2 separate regions of the Mus musculus genome follow, and region 2 is linked to region 1. A link is a contact called in public promoter capture Hi-C data. All regions are on one chromosome and are shown on one strand. Each heading gives the region's core, a stretch centred on a gene start, on an enhancer-like site or on the middle of the called end of the contact. The rest is flanking DNA. Distances are from core to core; before and after follow the strand shown.

Evidence for each region. Capture Hi-C pulls out chosen DNA fragments and counts their contacts.
Region 2: a promoter capture Hi-C map of adipose tissue shows a contact between it and region 1. The contact joins the promoter of Fbxw10 here to the promoter of Zfp287 in region 1. A contact is called at or near these places in 9 of 39 promoter capture datasets (the C10 cell line, the HPC-7 cell line, cranial neural crest and 6 more), 1 of 15 datasets of contacts at CTCF or cohesin (the NIH/3T3 cell line), 19 of 484 Hi-C or Micro-C datasets (the AML12 cell line, the G1E-ER4 cell line, the N1E-115 cell line and 12 more), 10 of 115 datasets of contacts at active chromatin or transcription factors (CD8 T cells, bone marrow-derived macrophages, a colorectal cancer cell line and 6 more) and 4 of 9 other capture datasets (adipose tissue, liver, macrophages and 1 more).

What each region holds. Positions count from the first base shown.
Region 1 is chr11:62,730,524-62,733,243 of GRCm38.p6, forward strand. It overlaps Zfp287 (zinc finger protein 287), which reads right to left and starts at 1,373. Exons shown (of 6, transcript NM_133208.3): 1 at 1,144-1,373.
Region 2 is chr11:62,845,523-62,848,497 of GRCm38.p6, forward strand. It overlaps Fbxw10 (F-box and WD-40 domain protein 10), which reads left to right and starts at 1,601. Exons shown (of 13, transcript NM_001033669.2): 1 at 1,601-2,273. The coding sequence starts at 1,760.

The DNA of each region.
Region 1 (2,720 bases), core at 123-2,622:
GATTCTTCACACAAAAGGCCAAGTTTGCGTTTCTCTCCTGCTCTTAACATCCTTCTCTTCCTAGCTCCTACAGAATAGCTCACTGAGCTTCCAACACTCAACGACTTTTCTAGCCTAAAGTTCTAATGTCCTTCTACGATCTTCCCATAACAACATGGCCAGGACTGTGACAGCAATACCCTACTTCTGGTTCCAATTTTTGTCCCAGTTAGGGTTACTACTGCTGTGATGAAACACCTTGACTAAAAATCAATCTGGGGAGGAAAGGGTTTATTTAGCTCGTGCTTCCACATCACTGTTCATCATCAAAGGAAGTCAGGGCAGGAACTCAAACAGGGCAGGAACCTGGAGGCAGGAAGTAGCTCTCAGTCTTATAGAGGCATTTCCTCTATAAGATGACCATAGCTGTGTCAAGGTGACATAAAACTATCCAGCACAAGAATGGCCCATCAGCTCAAGCATTTTTGGTGTTCTCTGCTACCCCTCATACACACAGAAGCAGACTCCTCAGAGTGCAGGATAAACACACAGAATTTACCCTGGTCTTCTTTTCCTCTATCCTTGAATTTAGAATACATTCATCCTAGACACACACACACACGATGTGTGTTTATTGATGGTGGTGTTAGAAGCAATAATTTAAGGAACCATGAGCAGAATGGTTAATTTCTAACTTGTTGAAAACTTATCACCTTGCAGAAAGAAATGTTTCAATATCCAAGTCACTAATATTCCGGATGTTCTCAGCAACAGAGCAAATTTGTGATTACTGGGACAAACTGGAGGTTTCCAAACAATCTCATAGGGGCGGGGCCAAGGCGATCTATTTATCTGCCTTGCATAGTTTGCTCTATTCCCGGAGCAGAGAAGACAAGCCTGTTAGGCTGTGATTGGAGGCCGTCTCAGGAGCTTCCTCAAGTGTAAACCGAAAGCACTATCCACCTCTCTCAAAGCCAACCTCACAAGTATCCTGACACGGAGAAGAACCCACACGTACTTGTTTGGGGCTCCAACTCCCAGCCTAGCTCATCCATAGTCATGCATGCCCTGAGGAGATGCGCCCGCCTTGCCTCCAGCCGCCTCCCCTTCCCAGCCTGCCCCGGGCCGGCCTCCCCGTGGACATTCGCGCTCGGACATCAGTACCTGTCACTCGGGCCCCGTCGGCGCAGCCCGGGCAACAATGGCGGCGGCGTGGCGGGAGCCTCCGTGGCAGGCTCGACTCAGAGCTGCATCAGGGGCTCAGCTTCACCGCTTCTCTCCCTGGGAGGAGCCGGGAGCCGTCAGTACACGCTCATTCCAGCCGGGTCCCCAGAGGCCCCGGCCGGAACCCCTAGCTCCCGGGCTTCGCAGCGACCTCGCCTCGGCGCCACTGCGCATGTGCTAGTGGAGAACGCTGCTCGTCCGTAGAGCCAATGGGAAGCCGAACCCGAGCCTTCCCATCCCGAGCCCCAGGCCCTGGACCTGTCTCTATGGCAACCTCCTCCACCCATCACCGTGACTTGCCTGTTAGCTACAAGGTTTCGACCGGAACTTTAAAGTTTACCTGGGCAGAGACAGGCCTGGCAGATGACTTGGATGTCAGGGCTGCAATAGCAGTACCTGGGAAACCATTTGGAGAGTAAAGCCGGATTCTTACAACGCAGAAATAGACAGGCATCAAGTATGTGGCTTGTAGGGAGGAAACCCCACAGTGCTCTTTCTAGATGGACTGTAGTGCATAATTCCTAATGGCTCTGATTGTCACCTCTAGAATCCGACACTGAGACCTCCAGATTCAACTAACAGACAAATTCTCTGTCTTCAGCATTTCTCTTAGCTCCTTCTGTTCTGTGGATTCTTTGGTTTGTTTTTTGATGGCATCCTGAACTTCTTGGACATCATAATACTCATTTTAAAAAGTCCTTCTTGAATTTAGGTACAGTAGTCAACCTCGTCTCCCATCCTTGATAGTCTTTCTTCTGCCTGGCTGAGTCCATTGGTGATGTTTCTATTGTTTTTCTGTTCCACTCACTGAGTTTTTTAATTTTTTTAGCATTTCTGTGTGGGCTCCCTCCCTCCTCAAAATACTGATTTCTTTCCCTGCTTATGTTCACAAAACAAACAAACAAACAAAAAAACAAAACAAAAAAACCAGGTTAGATTCACTGGGCCACCAAAACCAAACACAAAAGTAGGAGAGAGGTGGATCTCTGTGAAGTTTGAGGCCAGCCTAGTCTACACAACCATTCAAGGCTAGCATGGGCTACATAATGAGAGGAGGAAAAGGATGAAGAAATGGATTAGTGGTTATGAGTGCTTATGATTCATACAAAGACTCTGGTTTCAGTTCCCAGCACCCACGTGATGACTCAAAGTCTGTAACTCCAGTTCCAGCGGCTCTGATGCCACTTTTGACTTCCACAGTCTCCTGTGATACGCATACACAACACACACACACACACAATTAAGTAAATTCTAAGAAAAATAAATAACATTATTATGTACAGCTTTGAAAATAAGTGTGAAATACCAACCAGTCAGTAGTAGGAGAAAAGAAGTCAAGATCAGGGCAGTAATTAATGTTGATGGACATTAAGCTGACTCATGTTCCTTGTGCTTGTGAAAGGAGTAACAACAAACACAGATGTACAAGCACATGCACAGTAAAGTGCAGATGCCTTTAGGTGTGTGCCTAGGAGTGGTATAGTCAGGTCATATGGAAGATTTATTTTTTTATTTTT
Region 2 (2,975 bases), core at 351-2,850, 120 kb after region 1:
GAGAGAGAGAGAAAGTAAGCAGGCTGAGCAAGTCACAAGGAACAAGCTGTTGCGGTAATTTCTAACCCCGATAAGCCTGTATAAAAGACATATAACCCAGTTATATTGATAAGCTATATGCCTAGATTGGGCAGATCTATCACTATACTAACTTATTCTCTAGTTATGAGACCCCTTGCTGCTTGCAGCTTCTCCGGGCCATGTGCTTCTGCTCCATATTGGCTTCCACCTCCTCCTCCTCTGTCTTCTCTCCTCCTCCTTCCTCTGAAACCTCCTGTCCCACCTTTCCCTTGCACTGCCCAATCATAGGCTCTAGCCTTTATTTGACCAGTTAGAATGGGGAAAAGGTCCAGTGAGATCAACAGAGTCCTTGTCAGGGGCAGGGTGGGGACAACAACTCTCGAGGAAGCAGGATTAACATCAAAATACAAACATCACCAGGGCAATCCACACCAGCAGGCTAGTAAGCAATGCTCCTCCATGGCTTCCACACCAGTTCCTGCCTCCAGGTTCCTGCCCCAACTTCCTTTAATGCTAAGCTGAGATGTGGAAGTGTGAGCATCACAAGACCTCTCCTTCCCTAGTTGCTTCGGGTCGTGGTGTTTAGCACAACAATAGAAACAGGAGCTAAGACAGTTATTGCTGAATTTTTTCTTACTTAGCCTTATTTATTAAAGGAATACACATTATCTAGGGGTTGATATTACCTTGTAGCTTTTGCCATCCTCTGGGGTCTTAGAACACATCTTCGATGAATAAATGGAGAATCTAGCAGTGGTGACAGTGACAACAGAGAGACAGTGTGTAGTGAGGGCTTACACTGCCCTAACTTACACTGTGCTATGATACGCAGTCTTTTTGGCGTTGTGTGCACAGTGTCTCAGTTCCCACCCATCCTAAGTACTGTGTGTACAGCGTCTCACTTCATCCTCTGTGAAGCAGAAAGCATCCCCATCTCCACTTTCAGACAAGGAAACTGAAGAACATTAAACAACCTGCTGGTGTTCGTAGAGCAATGGGCAGCTGGGCTGGGGCCCAGACTCAGAAGCCATACCCCAGACTTCACAGTCTTCATTACAAAGCTATGGTGAGACCTTCTGCTACATGGGTAGGCAGCTGACTGTGTCTACACAACAAGTCAACTCCCAACATATCCTCAGGACAACTGAAAATTCTGCACCAGAGAGTGGTTCCCTGTGGATTCACAGCTAGCCCTGAATAATTAAATAATTTACATTATTGTTAAGACAGGTGCTTTTACTGTGGCGATAACCAGAGACTGAATATAATATGCAGGGCACTGGAATAGACTCTAACAGCCACAAATGTAAGAAGATTACACCTAAGCTGTATTTATGAATATTTAAAAGTCCTTAATAACAGCAACTGAAAGATGCTAACATTTTTTTTAAATGGGCCATGTTATGTTTTACATTTGGTTAAAAGAATAGCTGCTATAGAAATAAGATGACCAGCTCTTCCAGAATATACAGCAACTGTCTCTACTTTTGTGGTGCCAGGGTTAGGAGATTTACGGTAAAGCCATGTTTCTAAGGAAGTCAGTACAAAAAGCCAGACTTCTACAGGCAGTTTCTGGGTCAGATCAGTTTACCATCCATCGCAGTGCCTTACGGTTTCTCCAGATGTTCATCCCGAAGAGGCTCCAAAAAGGCTATTTCTCTGCTTACCCTGTCCCTCTGGTGTTTGGTGGGGTTGCTAACGGGCAAGGTTTAAATGAACTGAATGTCATCTCAGAGTCATGGAAAACAGGGAACCAAAACTCAAGCAGGCCCCCTATTTTCGTTGTGAAAAGGGACCCAACTGGGTCCCCGTGTGCCAGAAGTGTGAAGCCTGTGTCTTAGCATGGAAGATCTTTGCCACCAAAGAGTGGTTCCGGAGGGTCAACGACATATCCCAGAGGAGATTTCTAGTCAGCATCTTGGGGCAGTTAAATAGCCTGTATTTGTTACAGTATTTCCAGAATATCCTAGAGACCACCCAGGGGAAGGACTTCATCTACAACAGGTCTCGGATCAAACTCAGTAGGAAGGGGGGGAAGGAGGAGGAGGTTGTAAAGTCCTCCTTGAACCAGATGTTGGATAAAACGGTGGAACGGAAGATGAAGGAGATCCTCTACTGGTTTGGCAACAGCACCCACCGAACTAAGGCAAATTATACTCTCTTGCTGCTGCAGATGTGCGACTCAAATTTACTGCTCACTGCTGCCAATGTGATCAGAGTCCTGTTCATGAAAGAGTGGAACAGTATTTCAGGTGAGAGCAGAGGGCCCCAGAGACCAGACACAGGCTTGGAAGGGGGCATAGGTGCAGACAGACAGGCTTGGAAAGGCAGAGGCTGCCCAGAGGGCTGGTATGGGACTGTGAACCTTATCCTGACATCCTATCACTTACCAAAGGAGGAGCTGCTGAGTGGTACTTCATTCTAGAAAACTGTCCACTGAGAAAAGCAGAAGGAAGGACAGAGCTTTCACCCCGGCACTGAACAGTATCCTGCCTGCCTTGGGCCCAGATCACTGCAAACGGGTGTCACTTCTTCCTTGCACTAGGGTAGGAGGGATGTGACAGGGAAGCTGTGTTTTGTTTCTTAACTGCCATGGGCAGAAACCAGGCCAAACAACAAAACTTACAGCTTTAAAAAAGTCTTATCTTACCATGCCGCTTGCTTAAGCATGAAACCAAATCTTAGTAAGATACTTTAAGAGGCCAAATGTGGCTAAAAGTCCAAAATTGCCCAGGGTACTAGTTTATAAGCAATAGTTTGCACCTGAGTCTCCAAACAGATTAGATTAACAAAAAAAAAAAAAAACCAGACTGTGGTCCTCTGCCAAAGCCTGGCCTAGCAGCTGGTCTGAGACCATGTCAAGCTGTCTGTTTCTGGCTATATAGACAGACATTGCTGGACCCAGCGGGGAACCTTCTTGGTCCTGGGTATTGACAGGAAAGTGTTGAAAGTGT